Linked DNA regions of Sus scrofa: all the other regions are linked to region 1. Evidence: chromatin contacts called from public HiChIP or PLAC-seq data. All regions are on one chromosome and are shown on one strand. Each heading gives the region's core, a stretch centred on a gene start, on an enhancer-like site or on the middle of the called end of the contact. The rest is flanking DNA. Distances are from core to core; before and after follow the strand shown. Region 1 holds the start of C17H20orf27 (UPF0687 protein C20orf27 homolog). Region 2 holds the start of LOC110257389 (basic proline-rich protein-like). Region 3 holds the start of C17H20orf194.

Evidence for each region. HiChIP or PLAC-seq counts read pairs in DNA pulled down with a chosen protein or histone mark.
Region 2: an H3K27ac HiChIP or PLAC-seq map of alveolar macrophages shows a contact between it and region 1. The contact joins the promoter of LOC110257389 here to the promoter of C17H20orf27 in region 1. A contact is called at or near these places in 1 of 5 promoter capture datasets (fetal liver), 1 of 47 Hi-C or Micro-C datasets (embryonic fibroblasts) and 1 of 2 datasets of contacts at active chromatin or transcription factors (alveolar macrophages).
Region 3: a contact with region 1 is called in an H3K27ac HiChIP or PLAC-seq map of alveolar macrophages. The contact joins the promoter of C17H20orf194 here to the promoter of C17H20orf27 in region 1. A contact is called at or near these places in 1 of 47 Hi-C or Micro-C datasets (embryonic fibroblasts) and 2 of 2 datasets of contacts at active chromatin or transcription factors (alveolar macrophages and skeletal muscle).

Annotation. Positions count from the first base shown.
Region 1 is chr17:31,941,621-31,944,699 of Sscrofa11.1, forward strand. It overlaps C17H20orf27 (UPF0687 protein C20orf27 homolog), which reads left to right and starts at 1,408. Exons shown (of 6, transcript XM_021077382.1): 1 at 1,408-1,595.
Region 2 is chr17:31,589,821-31,592,899 of Sscrofa11.1, forward strand. It overlaps LOC110257389 (basic proline-rich protein-like), which reads left to right and starts at 1,526. Exons shown (of 2, transcript XM_021077685.1): 1 at 1,526-1,967; 2 at 2,053-2,405. The coding sequence starts at 1,526. The coding sequence ends at 2,405. It also overlaps a transcript of SMOX not described here.
Region 3 is chr17:32,283,227-32,286,305 of Sscrofa11.1, forward strand. It overlaps C17H20orf194, which reads left to right and starts at 1,521. Exons shown (of 37, transcript XM_021078124.1): 1 at 1,521-1,709. The coding sequence starts at 1,627.

The DNA.
Region 1 (3,079 bases), core at 158-2,657:
TGGCAAATTGATGGTCTTTGGGGCCAGGCTGGAATTGAGTCCAAGTTGTTAGTTCTGATATTTCAAAAGAGGAGGAAGAAGAGGAGGAGGAAAAATTAGAATTTTTAAAAGTCCCATGTGGGCTAAACAAAACATGTCTGTAGCCTACTTTGGGCGGTACTGTCTGCCAACTTTAGACCTTGAAGTTGGGTAGTGAGAAAGCATTTGGCAAGAGTGGATGAGAGTGTAAATTCTCCCAAAGACCGCGCTGGAGGGCAGCATCTCAAACATCAGAGCATCACCCAAAATGATGCTAAAAAGTTTAAGGGTCTTCTGGAAACAGTCCCAGAGCACGGAGCATTTTAGAGCAGGGGAGGACTGATGGAAACAATAGCTCAGGAAGATTAATGTGCCAACGGTGTTGACCAGAGACCAGAAGATAGGTTAGTGGCGACAGGGATCCAGCGGAGGGTAGGAGCCTTGAGGGCTCCGCAAAGGCACAGACCCCGGTCTTTCTGAAAGGAATCTAATCTAACCCGTATCATCTTTTGCCTAGTTATGTTGGAAGGGGGGGTCCGTTCCCCGCAGGCACTTTATGGACCCCGTTCCAGGCAGCGAAATGGGGGGAGTGTTGTTCAATTACGGGCAGGTGGGGCAGCGGCTAGAACCCCTAAATGTCCGAGGGCCACGTTTTCGCTCCAGGCTCTGTGCAGGCGCCCACATCCCACCCATCCCGCGGCGCTGACCTAGGCGCATCCCTTTGCCATGGCGACCGCCTCCATGGAGACCAGGAGGCTGCGGTCCTCCGGGACGCCTGCACAGGTTCTCCCAACCCCCACCCCGCGTGCCTTCTTTGTTCTGATGCTTATCCAGGCTGACAGGGCTCCCAGGACGCATCTCAGGTCCTCGCGGGTGCGCTTCCTCCGAGGCAGGGGGATGGGACGGAAGAAACCAGTGTATTGCAGAGCGGGAAGGATGAAGGGTTCCTCCGCTCCGGGACAGACCTTGCGATGTCCGTAATCGACTGCTATTGCAGGCTCGGAAGCCTAGAAAGAAAGGCATCTTCAAGTGCCTGACCTGGCTCTGAGTCCCGCGTTACGGCCGCTTAAAGGAGCCGAGCCTAGAGAAAGCCCCTTCCAAGTTGGGCGGAGACGGGAACTGCAAACTCCGAGGCTGAAAGTGAACGTGGGCAGGGCCTATTCAAGGCGCTTCTTCCTTAACCAGTCCCTGCGGCATCTTGGCCTCTAGCCAAAGCGGGCGGCCCAGCTAACTTCATCGCGAGAAGTCGCCGGGCCCTTGGGCATGGGTTTGTACAGCGCAGCCGCAGGGCCTTCTGCAGGTGACGCAGAGGCGCATCGCCAGTTGGCGGTTCTCTGGCGCCCGCTTATTGGTTCGAAGCGCCCTCGCCCCACCCCCAAGGTCGACCAATGGGAGGAGGTGGGGGCGTGCCCTTGAGGAGGGCGGCGGCGGCGCGGGGCTCTCTCCTCGTGTTAGGCGTTGAGCCCCCGCTGCCGCCGCGACCGCCACCGGTGCCGCCTTTGCCGTTGCCTCTGCTGCCTCTGCCCCCGCGGTCGCCCCTGCCCGGCCTGGTCCGGCGTCGGGGTGATCCCTGCAGGGTGAGACTGCTCCTCCTTTCGACACCTTCCGGTTCTGCCCCGCTCCTGGAGATCCCCTCCCAGCGAGCCGCTGTTCTAGGTAGTCTGTGCCTGAGAACTCATCGGGCTGGGGCGGGAGGTCTCCGTTGTCGGGGCCCGGCCAGGGAGGGCTCCTTGACACATGATCTGGGGGGATGTCAGGCTCCAGGGCCGCAGGTGACTGTTAGCTGCTAAAGCTGAAGTGCTTTCCGTGGGGCGCTGTTGGGGGCACGTGTGATACAGTGGGGGCGGGAGCCTAATGGGGTCAGCGCCGTCATTCCCCCCCTCATTGTCACCGCCTCGCTGTGTGACCTTGGACGAGTAGCCTCTCTGAACCTCTCGTGGCCCTGCACCTTCAGGGAAGAGGACGGTGATGTCCAGGAGTACAAGCTCCCGAGACTACTGCGTCAGCAGAGGTGAGGGTGGGGACGGCACAGGATTATCTCTGAGGGACAGAGCTGCCGCCTCACAGCCCCAGAGTGTGATGGGGGGCGGGGGGTGTTCAGACGCATCTCTCCACTTAGAAGAGGAGGATGAGGTAGGGATGGGGGCACCACACCCACGGGGATGGAGGCAGGAGAGGATACAGTTTCCTATCCCCAGGCCCCTCTGGTGCTTCTGGGAGCTTGGCCCCACCATCTCCCCGTTGTCACAAAGCAGGAGGGGTTCCTTTAGGTTCTGGACCAGTGTTCCTGTTCGTGAGCAAGGACCCTGGTAGACTGAGAAGGGAGGCCTTGGGTTGCTTTTCCTCCTGAATCTTGCCTTTGAGAAGTGTGGATAGAGGTTTCTCTGCCCAGGGAGCTGAAGAAAGTCAGGGACAGCTGTCACCCCCAGGACCTGGTCTGGCCTCTACCTCTTGGGTTTCAGGTGAGGCAGGCAGTCTAGAGGCTAGAGGGGTCTAAGTATCCTCTAGCTGGGGCCTTGAGGGATTGTGGGGAGGAAATGCTGGGAGGAGAGGGGAGGGGAGCACTTCTTGGGGAGACAGGAGGGTGTGAGATGGTGAGAGTCCCTTCCTCAGTTCACGTCTGCTCCACTTGTTTACTTGTCTTTGCAACTTTGGCCTGCTGGAGGGAGGAGGAAGTGGAACCACATCGAGACCGAGGCCTGTTTTTCAGCCCTCGTTCTAGGTATGTGGGCCACTGTGTGCCCAGTCCTACGTGAGGTTCTAGAGTCAGCAGGTTAGCGTGGTCTCAGCGGGTGCCCTTTGTACACGCTTGAGCTTTAATGAGTGGCTTCCGCAGGACTGAGGGCTTAAGCCAGGCCTGAGCCCTGGGCTGGGGTGGAGAGGGTGGAAGATTGTAGAGTTCCTGGCTCAGCAAGTCCTTGAACAGGTGGACAATGGGGATTGAGGAATGAATGAGAAATGAGGCTTCAAGAAGCATGTCCCTAGCCTCAAGGCAGAGGACAAGCTGGAGCTGGTCCTGTGATGCCTGGGATTTGGGGGCTGCCTCTGGGGGAGAGAGGTG
Region 2 (3,079 bases), core at 276-2,775, 350 kb before region 1:
AGCAGTGGAGTCAGAGCATGAAGAAGAGGCCTAAGAGAGATGTGGCAGAAAGAACCAAAAGGACTTGCTGTAGCACTAGCTGTGGAGAGGGAGGAAAAGGGAGGAGATGATGCCATCTGGTTTCCTGTCTTTAATGGACGGTGGGTTATGGGCCCTTTACTGAGATGGGAAGGCACAGGAGGGTCATGCTTGGGGAGTGTGGTCAGGGTTCTGTTTCTTCCATATTAAGTTTTTCATACCTATGAGACATCCAGGACACCATAAATCATCAGGAGGGTGGTTGGGTAGAGAGGCTGGGGCTGGAGATAAAATTGGCTACTTAAAATCATGAGAATGAAAATGATGTACATTTAAGATCTGTGTGTTTGTAAATTAATGCTTGATTTTTAAAATTATTAAAAAATTATACGAAAAATGACAGCTTGAAGAGTATGTAAATAGAAGGGAATCAGGGCAGACGAGGGGGCTGAGGACAAGGCTGGGGACCCTCAACATTTAAAGCTGAGTGAAGGAGTTGTCCTTAAAGACTGGTAAGGAAGGGCTGAGGGAGGCTGGTGTTAAGGAAGAAAACCAGAAGCCAGAAGAGAATGATCAAGACCAAGGGAAGTCAAAGAGATCTGCTGGTGGGGGAGTATAAATTACAGGGGACCTTTACTAGGGCAGTTTCAGTGCAATGGTGGGACCAAAGCCAGGTCAAATGAGCTGAAGAACCACAGGGGCTGCAGATACAGACAGTTCTCCGGAGAACTTTTGCTATGAAGAGAAGTGGAAAAGTGCATCATAGCTGAGGGCCAATGAGAGATGAAGGCAAAAGGTGTGGGGGTGTAAAATGGGGAAGGGGGGCACAAAGCATGTTCTTACACCATTGTGAATGATCCAGGGGGAAAGCAGCCACTTTTAACACTGGAGAGAGGGAAAGTAACTGAAGAACCAGGGACAGGGAGGTGACCACCATGGAACCCTAGTGGAAGCATGAGCCTGTGGCAGGAACTGGGACGCTTAGACCACCCCCCCCCGCCGCCGCCCCCACAGCAAGATGAAAGGGGAGGGGAGCAAAGATGCAAAAATGGGGGGCCTTCACTGCACACACTTTCAGATACAGGGCCTAGCCATCCCTCCATTTCTGACCATTTCAATGACCCCTCCAGACACCTGCCGGGTGCTGCTTGCTCCAAACTAGAAGTTACCCAGCCCCTCTGTGGACTGGCACGAGATGTGCCGTCACCAGCAGGCTCTGCAACCAACCTGTAAGCACATCTCACCACAGGTGTCAGCCAGGTGCTTATCTCATCAGGCCATGCCCCTCCCTGGTGCAAGCTCCGAGGGGGTCGCCAGGCCCCTCACCGGCTCAACCAGAGCCCCAGCCCCCTCCCGGGGCAGTGGCTACTCTGAACCCTTCCCCCAAATTGAGCACTCAACACACCCTACCCTTTCCGAGCCCAGGTCTTGCCAACCCCAGCGCAGCCCGTGAGCCCCTAGTTGGCCCTTCGGGGACAGCTGCTCCCCACCCTGCCCGGGGGACCCCATGTCCCCCAGCGCCTTCTCTTCCCTCCCCAGGGACCTCCTGAGACGTCGCGGGGCGTCCGCGCCCGGCTTTGTCTGCGCCCAGGAAACGCGCCCGCCGGGCGCCCCGGGTGCTCCCTCAGCACTCAGCCCCCGGGTCCCGCCTGCCCACCCCCACGCAACCCCCGCCCCGGTACCACAGCCACCCGGCTCCACAGCCACCCGGCTCCACCACCGCTGCCCCCGACGCGAGGAGGAGGCGCGGCACCCACCGCCCTCTCCGCCTCCGGGGACGTTGGGCACCCTCGCCCTCCCACCCGAGAGCCGCGCTGGCTGCCGGAGCCCCGGGCCGGCCAAGCCTCGGGACCGCTTCGGGCCCCTCACCCTCCCGCGGCGGCCGCAGCCGCAGCCCCAGCCTGCGCCCCAGCGGGGCCGGCAGCCGGGGGTCGGGGAGCGGGCGCGCGGTACCTTTCCCTGCTGAGCCGGGGAAGTGAATTTGCGGCGAGCCGCACTCCAGCCTCGGCCTCCTCCGCCTCCCCTTCTCCTCAGCCGCCTGGCTTCCTCCTCCAGCCACCGCTGGGACCTTAGGGGCCCGAGCCAGCAGCCGCGGCCTGTGTGGGGCCCCGCTCCGCCTCGCGTCCCCAGCCCACCCCGCCCAGTCCGCTCAGGCCCGGCCTCCGCTCCGCCTCGGGGCGGGGCCGCGCCGGACTCCTCCCCCCGGCCCGGCCCGCCGGGGGCGGGGAGGCTGGAGGCCGTCTTTGCGGAGAACGCCACTGTCCCTGTCTCCGGACTCGGACCCAGCGCTCCCCGCCTCCGGACTCGGACCCAGCGCTCCCCGCCTGGGCCCACGGCCCCCGCCTCAAGCTGGCCGCCGAACGTCTCCACCTGTCCACCCCCAATAAGCAGCCAGCGCAGTCCTGCCCGCCCTGAGCTTGGGCTTAACGTGGAGCCGAAGCTGCCTGCCAGGCCCCGGGGTGGAGCTAGGACACAGGCATCACTTTACCCGCAGAGCTCGGAACCCTCCTCTAAAGCTGCCTTCACTCTCGCAAACCCTACATTGGATCTCAGTTGGGGTCAGAGGGCTCTTTCCCCTGGGGGTCACCTCCAATCTCATTTTCTCCCAACACTGCTGCCGCACCCCACCACAGTCACCCCCTCCCATACCTCCTCAATCTCAAAACTTCAACTCGCTTGAACCTGTCCCTTCTCAGCCCATAGCTTTGAGCAGAGGTGGCTTCTGGAAGAAAACTTCTTTCCCTGGTACTACTACCCACCGCCTCCTCAATTTTAATAAAAACCAAAGCAACTGTAAGTGTGAGGGTCATTTGTTTAAAAAAAAAAGAAGAAGAAGAAGAAGAAGGAGTTCTTGTCTTGGCTCAGTGGAAATGAATCTGACTAGCATCCATGAGGACCCAGGTTCAATCCTTGGCCTTGCTTAGTAGGTTAAGGATCTAGTGTTGCTGTGAGCTGTGGTATAGTTTGCAGATGTGACTTGGATCCCACGTTGCTGTGACTGTGGCATAGGCCAGCGGCTACAGCTCTGATTCAACCCCTAGCCTGGGAACCTCCATTTACA
Region 3 (3,079 bases), core at 271-2,770, 340 kb after region 1:
GAGAGCTGAGTCACGAAAGGGTTGCATTAAATTTGCGGAAAAACAAATTGAACTCTAAAGATGAATATACCTAGACTGCTTGCACTTGCAAGGAATAGTCTCCCTTAACAAAGCCAGAGCTGATCTTATACTATGTTTTGGGAAGCCAGCGGTGATTTGGCAATAACTTCAGAAGCACAAGCGTCCAGAAGCTGACGGACTTCAGCTTTGCTAGTGTGGTCACCGGAGTAAAGCAGTTGAGGACCGGTTAACTTTCAGAAGCCTAGTCACTGGAGTGAGGCACTTGCTGATTGGTTGTTGCCTAGAAGCGTGGAGTTGTCAATGATTGGCTGACTTTCAGAAGCTCGGGGCTGTCATTGATATACGAACTTTCAGAAGCCCAGCTACCGGAGTGAAGCTGTTGTTGACTGGCTGATTTTCAGAAGCCGCTGGAGTGAGGCTGTCGTTGATTGGCTGGTTTGTAGATCCTGTGAATTGACGCGAAGTTATCTGTAAATAATGGTGGTTACTGGTTCACGCATTGGAACGTGGGCCAAAAAGGACTTTTCCTTTCTTGAATATGTAAAATAAGTACTTTTAATTTCTAGTTCCTTCTTTTGGTCTTCCCTCAGCTAAACTTGGAGACACTACAGCGACTGTCCAGATCTTTTACTAGCAGAGGCAATATTTTCATCTAGTGATTTAAGCGCCAATTACTGTGGCGGAAAAATAGCTCAAACATTTTTGTAACTGACTGTAAAAAGATGAATATAGGACATTTACGGCATTTGACAAAATATATGACGCAAGACAAAGTTGTTAAATACGTCTTGTATATACAGGACGTCTGGCAACTCTGTAAACTACACAGAAGACTAAGGCTCGGTGGGATTAGGTTTCTGCACAAGGCCCTGCAGTCGGAAACGGGTCGACTCAGAATCAGAAGAGAAAAGGGCAGGGATTTTCTGGGACCCCAACATCTGCGCAAGGCTGGGCGTGCACTACTAACATAAGGTCAGCTAGGAAATGGTTAGATGTTTGAAGGAGGGAGGGTGCGCAACTGACTAGCAGCGGGTGAGGAACAGCAGCAAGGAACCGGCCTGGGAGATCGCGGTACGCGAGCCAGTCACCGGGAAGGTGCTCAGGTCCCGTCGGTATTGGGGACCCCGCAGCGGCAGCAGAAGGCTTTGCTGAAGGCAGTACCAACAGAGAGGAGCAGGGCGGGGAGGAGCAGAGCTAGGCCCCGCCCCCGGGCGCGCCCGTGTGCGTGGCTGGGGGCGCTACTGAGAGTTCCACCCCAGGATGCCGGGCCAGAGAACTGAACAGAGCATCAGCGCTTTAGCTCTCACTCTGGGGACTCGCGCACCCAACGTCCGGCTCCGCCGCTTCGAAGCTTAAGAAGGACGTGGCCCTGCAGCTGCGCTACTGTCCCCAACCCTGAGCCATTCCCGACGCCCCCATCGGCGTTCCTTGCGCGCGCGTCCGGCTCCGCCCCCGCCCCCGCCCCCTACGTGCCCCCGCGCGCCGCGCCCCCCACCCACCCGGCACGCCCCGCCGCCCCGCCCGGTCGTAGCCGGCCTGGAGACGCCCCGCGGGCCTGAGCGACCCTCGCTGCGGCCAGCTCTTCCTCCACCGCCGCCCGTCGCCATGGACGTGTACCCCCCGCATCGGCTGGGGCTACCCCGCGCGCGGTCCCCCGGCGGCCCTGGGCGCGGGTCGCCATCCGTCAGGTATGCGGGGCCGAGGCCGCAGAGAGGCGGTGGGGGGGGGTGCCGGAGGTTGCGGGCTGTAGGGGTCTGGCGACGCCTCCCGCCGAAGGGCGTGGCCCGACATGGCTTCCTTGCGGGCGTTTTTTCCCCGAAACGGCTCCCTGAGTAGGGAACGTTTCCCAAGGAACTGCGCCCCATGCAGAGGCTCCCACAATGGCTCCTCTGTCGACAACCCCACAACGGCTCCCCTGTGAAGACCCCCTTGCAGTGACATCCCCACCCCCGTAGAACGTTCCTCACCCTCCTTCCCCGGAAAGATTCCGTTATCGAGAACCTCCACAGTGGCTTCTTGCCTGCCGCATGGGATTATATCCCCCAGACACGGCCATCTATGGAGACGTATCCTCACAATAGCTTCCCAGTATAGAACCCCTAAATGGGTTTCCCCCGAAACAGCTTACCTATCATGCTCCCCTACCGTAGGTCTCCTTTAGAGCCTTTTACCTTCACTGCGCCTTCCCTAGAGAGTTACCCACCTCCTGGCCCCTATGAACACCCACACGGACAGCATCTTCCCCATTGCGCGTTTCCCCCCAACTCGCCTGCGTCGCTACCCTCCCTCCCTCCACGTCGGGGAGCTCAGATTGGGGCGCAAGGGATAAAAATTAATTGGATGGATAGGGGAAAATGGCCAGAAGCCCCGAAAGCGGCGAGCTCCAGGGCACAGAGCCTCGAGGTAGAGCCCCCGGGTGCCTTGGTATGGGGGAGGTCCCCGCCCCTTTTTGATCTAGGAAAATTTGTTTCTGCTTTCTGCTCCCTGTGCCTTTGGGGCTGACCTTGATAGTCTGGGTATTGTTCGTGTTGGAGCTGATTTGGGGCCACCAGCAGAGTGTGGAGGGGTTTTGGCAGAGGCCGTTGAGAGGAAGGGAGGGAGAAGAAAGAAATGGACTCTGGTTCTGCTAAACTGTCATTAAACCAGAAGAGAGTTTGCTTTGTTTTGTTTGCTTTTTTTCTCTTCTAGCTACTTGGCAAAGCAAATATCCCTTGAGAGAAGATTGTCAACGGACATGTTAGAACGGTCTTTTCCCGTTTCCTTGTTACTTGGTATTGAAGACATCTTTAAGATTTTGCTCGCAAATCTTTTTTTGTTTGTTTGTTTGTTTTAACTCCACCAAACCCATGGAGAGTAAGAACTAAATCTTAGAATCCTGTCCCTCTCTTACTGACATTCCTTCTTCCACCCAGCAACTAAAACGTTTGTTGAATAAGTAAAGGATGGGGGAGGTGGGACTGGATATGCTTGATTGCATTTGGGAGTTTGCTAATTTGCTTCCGATTTGTCAGGTGACATTAGGTGACATGTTTGGACTCCTGATCTGCTCTCTTCAGTG